Regions from separate parts of the Canis lupus genome. Here region 2 is linked to region 1. Evidence: chromatin contacts called from public Hi-C data. All regions are on one chromosome and are shown on one strand. Each heading gives the region's core, a stretch centred on a gene start, on an enhancer-like site or on the middle of the called end of the contact. The rest is flanking DNA. Distances are from core to core; before and after follow the strand shown. Region 1 holds the start of LOC111092485. Region 2 overlaps STARD13 (stAR-related lipid transfer protein 13).

What was found. A called contact is a pair of places that touch in the nucleus more often than the background predicts.
Region 2: a contact with region 1 is called in a Hi-C map of blood, with 5 times the contacts expected there. The contact joins the enhancer-like site here to the promoter of LOC111092485 in region 1. A contact is called at or near these places in 5 of 9 Hi-C or Micro-C datasets (amygdala, blood and skin fibroblasts).

Annotation. Positions count from the first base shown.
Region 1 is chr25:6,786,920-6,792,739 of UU_Cfam_GSD_1.0, reverse strand. LOC111092485 reads left to right here and starts at 4,399. Exons shown (of 4, transcript XM_038574486.1): 1 at 4,399-4,440; 2 at 4,517-4,748. The coding sequence starts at 4,399.
Region 2 is chr25:7,062,728-7,068,456 of UU_Cfam_GSD_1.0, reverse strand. All of the region lies in intron 3 of STARD13 (stAR-related lipid transfer protein 13), which reads right to left. Among named protein-coding and RNA genes, the nearest start is that of KL, 190 kb to the left of the region's middle. Within about 2 kb of position 3,271, at least 13 of the 20 cell types and tissues checked have an H3K27ac peak or open chromatin away from gene starts, as enhancers often do.

The sequences.
Region 1 (5,820 bases), core at 3,150-5,649:
TGCACAAATCCCTGAAACCTATATAAATAATTTTATACATAATGATAGGATCTATCAGGTATCAGCTACTTTACAAATAGTATCTTTCTTTAAACCCACCAATCACCCTGAAAAGTAGACATCTTGTTTTTCAAATCAGGCAACTAAGGCTTAGTAAATTTAAATAACGTAATCCTCCATCAAGAAGTGGGGAATCTGGGATTAAGTCCTGCCTATTCTAACCTTTCTATATAGCACACCCATGAGCTGGTGGGCAATGTTTTATATAATCAGTGCTTGAAATTACATAAGAAATCAAATCCACTTTCTGTCTGGGGAGTATATATCTCTTCATTGATATCTATAAAAATAAAGGGATGCATTTCTTCCTGGCTGATTGGAACACATGTTTGTATTTTAAGAATACCAAAGATGACAGACTAAATTTATAGCTACAGTGATAGTAGTGCTTGGTTTGAGTGAAAAGAGAACTACCTTGGGACCCTCAGCAGATGGAGCAGAGGTCAGAAGACACAGGGAGGCAAAGTCTAAAGAAAACTTAAGGGTATTTCCTAAGAGCCCTTCTGTGGCAAGGTGGTATCACTTCTGTGAGGCCCTAGAGACACCACCTCCAGAAGCAAGACAGAAAGCCATTGGTGTGTCTCCTGGATTGTTTCTGATGTTTGGGAATAAGAAATGGTAACACTGACACGGAAAAGGAATACTCTTTATTGGCATCATTGAGACGTTAAGAGGACCTTCCATTTCTGCCAATGATGGACTTTTCTTTTCTCTCTCTTTTTTTTTAATCAGATCATCCTCTTAATTGAAGAACTAGAAAAGTTGAATAAAAATACAAAAAGGATCTTTTTGATAATTTTGAGAGGACAAGTTCCTGGAGAGGTGGGGAGAAGTCTGCCCATATTCAACTGTTTTTCCCTTTGACTTATTTGCCAATTTGAAAGCTGTTCCTGAGGCTGGGAAAGTCACTCAGAACATGGCAGATTAGCTAAGAAGGAGAGAAACCAAGAATAGCTTTCGGGAATCCCATGGTTCTCAGAAAATAAAAACTAGTGTTCAAGGACAACTAATGAGGAACGGCCTTTGAAAATACTTCAGGCTTTTTGTTGAGACACAGAAAAGGGCCATCGTTGTAATAAGAAGGGACCTGAAGTAGACCAGACCTAACAGACTGAATACCATACAGCCTGAATACCCCTGGCCTACCTTTTTGACACAAGTAAAAGTAAAATCGTTTATGGAAGTAAAAAAGATTGCTCAGAGTCTAATTTTTTTCATAAACAAAGACAGCATTCCATTAAGAATTTCTGGGCACACCAAGAAACCGGAATAAGAAAAAGACAATAGAAATAAGATCCACAGGTGATCTAAATATTGGAGTTATTAGGCACACACTCAGGATTTCACTAGAGAAGTAGAATCTGTAAGAATCAAATGAAAATTCTAGAACTGAAAAATACAATGACTCAAAACTGGAAATTAAAATTTAAACAATACATTTAAAAAAAATAAAAAGCATGAAATACTTAGGAAAAAACTTAACGATGTATGTGCAAGACTTGTATGCTGAAAATTACATAGAGAAATTAAAAGACCAAGACAAATGGAAAGATATGCCATAATTATAGACTGGAAAATTCAATACTGTTAAGATGTCAATTCTCCCCAAAGTGATCAGCAGATTCAACAATCCCAATCAAAATCACAGCAGGCTTTTTCAGAAACTGAAATGCCAATTCTAAGATATATATTACAATACAAAAGAATTAGAATGACCGAAACAATTCTGAGAAAAAAGGTCGTTGGATAAGTTGGCATAAGGACAGACATATATTTACCAATAGAACTGAAGAGGTATTAAAAAAAATCAGACAAAGGTGTCAAAGTGATTCAATGGGGAAAAGGATAATCCTTTCAACAAATGCTGCTGGAATAACTGGATTCTCATTTTGAAAAATATGAATATCAACTCCTACTGTTATACCATACAGAGGAATTAACCGGCAATGGATAACAGGCTTAAATGTAATAAATTGTGAATACTTAAAAGATAATAGGATTTTATTTGCAACTTTATGCTAATGAACTTTAATATTTAGATAATATGTACAAATTCCTAGAAATATACAACTTACAAAAACTGGTCTTCCAAACATATTATTAAGAAAATGAAAAGGCAGGCCACAAACTGGTAGCAAAATATTCACAACACACACTTTGACATAAAAGGTGTTCAAAGGGAAAGGAAAACAGAGGTATTATAGGGTGCAAAGTTGGTTATACAAGATGAGTAAGTTCTAGAGATTTATTGTACAGCACAGTGCCAATATGTAATATATTACATGCTTAAACATTTGCTAAGACAACAGATCTTACGTGAAGTGCTTTCACCACAAAATAACAAAATAAATAATATACATGATATATAAACAATTCCTACAACTCAATTATAAGAAAAGCTCCATTTTAAAAACGGGCAAAAGTTTTAAATACACTTCACAAAAATAAAATTAACACCTATACCCACTCAAATGGCTAAAACTAAAAACTAACAGTATCATGTTTGCATTCGATAGAAAGACCTAGGATCCTTTAAAAGTAGATGGAAGATATTTAAAAAGTACAGGTGTGGGCAGAGTAGATGCTAAAAAAAGAATTCTTGGCTTAGACTCACAATTTCATTTTTTAATAAAGTATGAAGCAGAGTAATTGGTTGAAGAGACAGTTGGTAATTTGAGAAAGGAAGAATAATGAAATATTTGGTTTCCAGAAAACAGTCAAGTCACTAGAGAAAAGGAGCTGGATGACTGGACAATATGGAGAGCCCATTTAGGTGTGAGATCATTATTAGCTCATCCAATCGTCAAGCTCTTGGGCGCAAGCACAGAAAACTTAAGTGCGTGATTTCTCCATGAGCCAGGTTTGCCAGGCAAGCACAGTGAGGGACAAGAGTTGAGGTATATTCAGACAAGTGATTTAAATGCCTCTAGTTGTGAATATAAATAAAATAAACGGATACATTTTTTAAACTATGGAGAACTATGTTAGTGTAAGTTACTAGTATATAATGGTGGCAAAATGAAGGAGTCTTTCAATCATATGCAGTTATTTCCAAAACGGAAACCTCTAATAAAGAACTTATTCCTCATTCTACCACTCAGGTTGAGATCTAACACTGTTCTGTCTTCCGAATCAGCCTCTTCCCACATCTATCACACCTTTGACTCTTGCCCCTTCACGTTTTCTAATACCTATCACTATGGTTCCCCCCCCCCCCCGCCCTTTTTACATTTTCCTGAATGTCTTGCCTCCTACTTGTCCTCGTTCTAGTCAGTCTAATGATACTGCAATATTGCCCACACTCAAGCCACGGCAGCTTTCTTTACACCTACTACCAAGACCACCCAAAAGGTTTAATCAAGAAACTAAAACGTCCTCATTCAGCCGTTAGAGGCGATCTAACTTCCTTGCATCCCCCAGTCCACCTGCTTCTCTTAGTCTATCCACTTAAGTCTCTATTACTTCCGCTCTGCATCTCTCAAGTACTCAATTCTTATGGTAGGCCACAGGACAGGAGGAGCTCTGAAACACAGGGATAAGTGTTTACCAGAGCTGAACAAATTCCTTGGGAGAACCAAGCACCTTGCAGCTGACACTTCTGGAGTTACAATCTAAAATTAAAACAGGACGGATACAGATTTGCTTCTGCGACATTCGTTGTTTCCCTGCTGCTGCAGCTAAAAACAAAACAGAGCACTCCTCACTAGTCACTACGGCCCATCCATCCATCCAAGTGGTTTGCCTCTACTTGGCAAAAATGGAGAAGGGGCAGACTCCTCCTTTGGCATGCTGTGTGCCCGCAGCCTTCCTGAAGCTCGCAAAGTGTGATGAGGACCAGGACTATACCACCAAAAAGCACAATATAAAATGTTTACACGGACAAAAACAGAAAAATTAAGTCGACTGAACTCCTTCAATTCTTGAAAAGCACTATTAAAAAAGCGAAAGCACGCTTCCTTAAATAACTGTGTCGGGTTCCGCAGAACAATTTGCCTGCGCTCCCTTGTGACATCCCTACCGCCTAATGATTGACGCTCAAAGAAGCAGAGTGGGTGGAATCAGGCCGGTCCAGAGATTTAGAGGGAAAAGCTGGGTCCGTACCAGCACTGGGACCGCGCCCACCAAACATTTGGATCGCTTTAGAGTCAAGAGGAAAATACAGCTCGAGTTTTTACCTCATGTACCCTTAACTTTCCACAATGACTTCCAGAAGCCTGACTCACAGCTAGAAACCCAAACCCTGTGGGCGGGAGAGGGGGGGGGGGGGGGGAAACCACACAAAACAAAAAAACGACTACGTCACCACTTCCGCCTCGCAAGGCCAGCAAACGTACAAAGATGGAGAAAGACGCACACGCCGACGGCGACTACGTCCCCAAAGTGCGCAGGCGCCTGGCGAGGCCCCGCCCCCCACGCTCTCCACCGCCCCCCAGCCCCGCGCTCCCGCCGTGAAGAGGCGCGCGCACGCAGGGCCGGCCCTGCTGGTACCGCCTGGGGCTTCCGCCCCGAGGCCCGACGGGCGCCGTTCGGTTCCGGTCCTAGCCCCGCCCCCGCGCGGGAACTCTCCAGAAGGCTTAATATCCGGGACCAGCGGCTGGCGCCAGCGCGCATTTCCGGCGAGGGACACGAAGAGAAGGATCCGGTGACGCCTCTTTCCGCCCCCGTGGTCGCCCAGGCTGCGGCTCTCGGTGCGGCAGCGCCATCTGGTGCCGCGTCTCCCACCGCCCGAGAAGGGGCGCGCGCACTTTTCTCTCGGAACCTTCCAGAGAAACCTCGGCCCTTGCGGTTTTTTCTCGCCCCCCCTCCCCCCCCCCGGGAAGGGAGGCCCCCGCGCCCCCGCCCCGCCCCGCCGGGTCCCCCGCACACTTCCCGGGACGTTGAAGAGGGGTCTGTGTGGGGGAGTCGCTGTGTGTTCCCAATCCCAAAATGGAGAGGAAATGGATTTCTTTCTCTAGAGTTAAGCCCAGAAAAAACGTGTCCCTGTGTTTATGTTTCCACTGCCTTGTTCCCGAGCTGCTCCAGTCCCGCCCCGTGAGTGTCCCCGTCTGTCAGGAGCGGAGCACTTCCCCTTGCTCGGACGGTCGCACAGACTTGGCGGCTTAGCTTGTCCTCTGATAGAAAAGCTTTTGTTTCTTGTCACGCTTTAAGGCCGTGGCGGGCGCTGGGCGCTGGGCGGGCGCTGGGCGTGTTGGGAGCCCATCGGGAAGCGTAGGACTTAGTGGGAATTTTGCTTTAAAAAAAGGCCAGAATTACTAAATTCTGCTGAAACTGTTACACTGTATGTTAACTAGATTTTAAATAAAAGCCTGAAACATTTAAAAAAACAAAGAGGCTAAGGACATTTCCCAGACAAAGCCTCAGAAATGCTCAGGCTGAATTTGGGTTTGTGGGCACGGCACATTTCTTTTAGATAGCCAGAGGAAACGTAATTTCCCCGAAGTCTGCAAAATCGAGGTGAATTCTTCCCTGATACTGAATTCTTAGTGACAACCTAGGTTTCCCTGGAAGCTTGTAGGCCTGACGACACCGTTAGGTAGCAAGCATGAGATTGTGTTTTATTGGAATGACGTTTTAACTGAATATCGGTGTGTATAGTGAAAGCGAGATACGTTTCCTTCAGAATTTGTACATTAGCGTCTGTTCATTTCTTCTATAGCAGTGATTCTTAAAGTTGAGCTTGCCTCACAAGTCCCCGAAAGGCTTCTTAAAACACATTGGCCTTAAAACCCGGAGTTTCTACTGGGAAGGACCCGGGGGGTA
Region 2 (5,729 bases), core at 2,022-4,521, 280 kb before region 1:
TTTCCTGGTCTTAGATGTGGAATATATAGTTCTGTATCTTTATAGTCAATTCTGTATCAGTCAGGATAGACTAAATTATGCTTCAGTAACAAATAGCCCCCAAATCTCAGCAGTTCAACACGACAAAAGTATACTTCTTATTCTATATGTCCACTAAGCATTGGCTACACCTTAGTTCCTCAGGTATACAGGCTACTGGAGACTTCATCTCAACAATCATCACAGCAGCAGGAAGAAAACACATCTGAAGGTTCCACCTGTAAGTGATCCATGTTCTTTCTACCCCACATTTCATCAGTAACATGACTGATGCAAAACCTCAAAGAGGATGTACAATCCCATCATGTGCCTAGGAGAAGGGTTACATTTGAATACCTTATAAACGGACCCTAATGAGTACTGCATCCTTCCTTTTATGATTGGGCAAGTTTAAATGAGTCTCTGTTTCTTCAGAAAATAACAACATCGATAGGAATACACACATAAAATATCCCTGTTCCTGCACATTTCTCTCAAAACTATGATCTCCTGAACATAAGCAGATCTTCCTCATTCTGTGTAGACATATAACTTATTGGAACTTTGATTCCCTAGACAATCATCTAAGTCATCCTACTCTTTTCATGAACAACATATGAGAATTAAAAGCTCAAAACTTCAGAAGTGAGGTATTTTAAGATAGCTAAGTTTTTTGCATGTGTGAACCAAAGGACTTAACAGTACAGCTTCTAAACTTAAAAATTTTCAAAAACCCAACATTTTGGGATGACAGCATTTTTTGAAAGGTTATATATTTTTCCTTCTTTTAAAACATGATATGCATACATAATTTAATATATTCTTAATCATGAAAGATCATCAATATAAATATCAGATACAATATGGTGATACCTTTGGTATCAAATAAAATGTTAATTCATCTAACAAATACACATGTAAATATGTATTAAGTAGATTTGTCAGTATTGGAAACACACGAGGAGGAGTAAGAATAACCCTTATCCCAGAGTGCTGTGTAGGACTTTTGAGACGGATTGGTTTTTTATAATCACTTTTTTCCTCCCCATTGCTATCAACAAATTGGCCATCTCACTTCCATCTATTGTGTATACATTGGTAGTCTCCTTTTCCTTCAAATTTCTAGTTTTTTATCCTCCAAAATTTTAGAAATTAAATGCATCAGAATTATTTGGGAACTATGGGGGTTCTGGGTGGCACAGCTAGTTAAACGTCCAACTCGATTTTGGCTCAGGTCATGAGATTGGGCCCCATGTTAGGCTCCTGGCTCAGCAGGGAATCTGCTTGAGATTCTCTCTCTCTGCCCCTCCTTGAACTCACACTCTCTTTCTCTCTCTAAAAATAAAAATAAATCTTTTTTTAAAAGGGATTATTTGTTACATGAGAGTAAATAAGTGAAATTGGAAGGATCTCTGGTGTTGGTCTATCAATAAAACCCAAGACCTTCAGTGCACCAACATTTATGTTGCTTTGCTTATTGGTCTTTTCTATATAGCTGATGTGGACATATCAGTGGATTTTGGATAAGTGAAATATCTCTATGTTTTGAGCTGAGAGGTATTCAACATGTAGCATTTTCATTTTCTTAAGCATAATGATTTTTTTTATTGTTTTATAAGATACTGCCTTGTGTTCTTCTCTACATCTTTTCCTTAATGAAGAAAAATCCCTTCATATTAGTATGTGTCCTCCTTCTCACCTCATTTTGCCAAGAAAATTTGTATTTTCAAATGTTTAGATCTAGAATTTAATCCTATCCTTCCTTTTATCTTTCTCTGACTAATGGTAATGTTTGATTACACATTTCGAAAACCACAACTGAAGGGGCATTTGTACCATGTGGTTTATTCAACCTCCAAACAACTTATCCTTAGCGATGAATTTCACTTGTGCTCTTTCATTATTTTAAGAATAAATCATTCTTTCAACCCAACTAATGGTTCCGATTTTCTTCACTTTTGTGTCATAATAGTCTTTAGCAAAAGGCTACTGCCAGATTATTGTTAAAAATGTCAGGATATTTAGTTTTGAAATTTGATTCTGTTATTCAAATAAGAGAATTCAGTAAACAAACTGGACAATATGTATAAAGGTAATATAGAGCCTAGTCCAGGCACTGTTTAGACAAAGAGTCTATTAATCTACTCCATACTATATAACGCATTACCTTTCAACTGCCTCTTAAAATAGTCATTTTTTCCCTTTCTTTACATTTTCAAGAATCTTGCTATAGTTCTTCCCATTAAACACTTGGCAAACGTATAAACATTTTTCTTATCATTTCTGAAGTTTTAAAGAGATAAGAAGTCACGAGATTAAGAACCTCAATGCCTCATCTACCCCCAGTGAAACAAACACTAAGGAGGCTCTTCCAGCGAAGCAAACTCCATCCACTTTAACACCCTTAAAAGGCCACACTACAAAATACCTCAGTGACCAATAGCTTTTAGACTGTCTCAACCATGACCCGGGAGCTCTGCTCGACCCTCCAGTGTAAAGTCTCAGACATCCCACAGCAGTAACCTTAGACAGCCATCCGTAAAGTCACCCTCTTTAAAGTTTCATTCCTAGTCCTCTCGAACCTGGTGCAAGGTCTGTCTTGTACTGAGGTAATAATCTCACCATCCCCATGGACAGCTCAAAACATGGTCCCAGCTGCTACAGCTCCCTATAGATGTAAACACAGGGCTGATTTGTTCCAGAATTACTTCTCACATCAATGCTCTGAAAATACTCTGCAAGCTTAATCCAAAAGATGGCCCGGAGGCCTCCCTGTGAAAGAGCGAAGCCGGCCTCTTAGGGAGAAGGGAGGATAATTCTAAATACACAGAGCTCTGTCGATTCCACCCACAGACAATTCTCTCATCAGCACGGTCGCCTGACATTTCTGTTCCGATTTAACCAGGCAAAACATTTTCCTTTTGAATCCAGACAAGGTTTACATCTCAAATACCCCAGAAAAGGTCATCCGGGGACTTAAAATCACTGTAAATTGGAAATGAACCGGCAGGAGGAAGCAGGAAGGGAGGGAGGATGCTGGATACAAACTGAGATCCTGAAGACAAAATGTGGCATAGTTCCCCAAGCCCCAGTTTTAACTAGGACAAGTACCACAAAGAAAGGCTGTCAGTTCAGGTCTGGAGTAAGTGCCAGGAGCTGTGGTAGGAAGCGAGGGCCGAAGGATGGCAGGACCGCGGAGCACAGCGCGGCCGGCTCTCCTGCTCGCAGGCAGCTCAAGCAGCTCAAGGCCCCGCGGCAGGAGCAAGCCCTTGCAGCCAACCTGGACTAACAACTTGAGCTTGCGACGGAAAGCGCGCTAGGTGGTAAAGCTGAACGACGGACGGAAAAATTCAGCCACTGTTCCTCATTTCTTTGCCCTCGAACACACTATTCTACTAGTAAATGAAAAAATCAAACGAAGAACATATTTTGGGGATTGCGTGATCCTCCGGAGTCACACCAGTTTCACGCATCTGAATACAATTTCTGCAGTTCCGCAGCATGTCCACTAGAGGCCTGTGAAGAGCTTCTCTCCCCCATCCACTGCCTCAGAGCCAAAACCGCCAGAATTAAACACAAATGTAAGAAATACTGATCAAACACCGATAAGGCCATGACCGAGTTGATAGGTAACCTCATCACAAGCACCATCACTGTGGATAAAACAAGCAAAAGGCAATGGTCTTTCAAAATTCCAACAGATGGAAATTGTGAAACTTGTAAAACTTCCCATGGATAACGGAAAGCGCAGAGTTAAAGGAGGTAGGGTTTGGTGGCTTCAGCAACAATTCCAAGAGGCCACCAAGCTCTGGCAGGCTCCGACTAAGTGGAAGCTACACCGAGGAGTGAAGCAGCCCTTCTAAAAATTGCCAGGGGCCTGTAGGGGCTTCTGAGGAAATGGGGCCTTCAGATCTTCATGTGCATCTAACAGAGAGAAGGTTCCTGGGTGGGAAAGCATCCGGGAAAGTAAACAAGGCAGTAATTTAAGACAGATGGACCAAGAAAAGACTTCCTAAATAGGGATTCCATAGAAGTAAACAGGGAAGACAGATGAGGTATAGCGTAAGGACAGAGTGAAAGAGACCTTAAGGTGAGAACTCTCAGCTGCAGGCGAGAGAAGGGGAGGTAAAGCCAAACACAAACCATGCTGGATGCACGAACACAGCTGCAAAACTGTGTGTGCACAGGAAAAATCACTAGGTGAGACGATATGCCTTGACAGTCCCCTTACCATCTCATCAAACTAAACAGTGCCTCGTGTCACGACATCCCCGAAAACCATCAACAAAACACACAAGAATGCACATCAACAGGACCGCGTGCGCGCGTCCACCCACATACATGCAGTTTCTATTCTATTTACAGAAATGGCCTGTTTTTCAGTAGGTTTGGTTAATTAGCAATCAGAAAGGAGTTGTAGGAGGTTTGAAGAAAAGATTCTTTGTTTGGAAAACCTGTGAAAATATTCCCTCAGCAGCTTGTAACTTTCCCTACAGATCACCCTGGCCCTGAGGACAAGCCCAGGTGCCAGAGGCCTCTGTGATCCCACACAGAGCTCACATTCAAAGGCAGTTCTCTTTGTTGTCCCCTAGGAGTTAAGCCTTAATGGGTTTACAATTTGCAGGCTTTTTTGGAGAGTGGCTTTGGCGGTTGTTGCCTGCTGCCAGAAATTGAACAGAGACAAGCCCTGGTGAATCCCACAGCTGTTGTGGCTGCTCCGGCTGCTGGCTTGGAGAGAAGAGCAGTTGCCTGAGGCATTTCAAAGATGTGCAAGAACATAGGGAGACTTTATGAATCCTGGAAGTGAATTTGCAATTATTGCGAACAGATGGCCAGTCCACATGGTGGAAGAAGAATTTCAGAGCTATCATTCTTCGGTGAAGACCATGGCAAATGGTAATTCACTGAGTCTTCGTGTGCCCAAATAAATCCTTTGTGGAAAAAGTATTCAAATACAATGTGATATTATTATCTGTTGCCAGTTAGCTTTATTGTCACACTCCTGACTTCGAAAGAACTTTCACAAAGATCAGCCAGTACATGCACATCTTTCTTTGGTTAAAGAAAAAATAGATGTGGTGCCTCTGGTAGAAATTTGGCAAATACTCATCTTGCCTCACTGGGTTTCATGGAGGTGACTATCTTAATACTGTCTCCATCATTACTTCATCCAGCCCTTGTTTCTGAGAATCTTCATCTTAAACTGAGATACATGGATGGTGGAACAGTGTCAAATGATTTTGAGAGTAGAGAATCTAGAATCTCCTCTTGTAACCTACACCCACTATTTTTTCCCCATCATCCTTCCAGTCAAGTTTTGTTTGCTTTTTGATACACACAGAATTCTCTTTTGCTGAAATCTCAGCCTATTTCCTGTTAATTTCATGTTGATGCATCTGAGAATCACATTATCTCTTCTAAACATTGTTTATTTAGTCCATTATGATGCCCAGGGTCAACCTCTATTCATTTTGTATCTGAATGATTAATTTCATCAGTTCAAGCAAAGTACTTTTAAGTACCTCTGATGTACAAAGCAACAACTAGGCACTAGGGAGGAATCAAGGACCATGACTGTAAAATGCTGAAAACCTGATGAAAAAATAAACACTTGGGGAAAACTTTTAATACACCTAAGATAGAAGTGTAATCAGAAAGTTGTGGGCATATAAGGAAGAGAAAAAAAATGATTTTTTTTAACATTTTCTTTT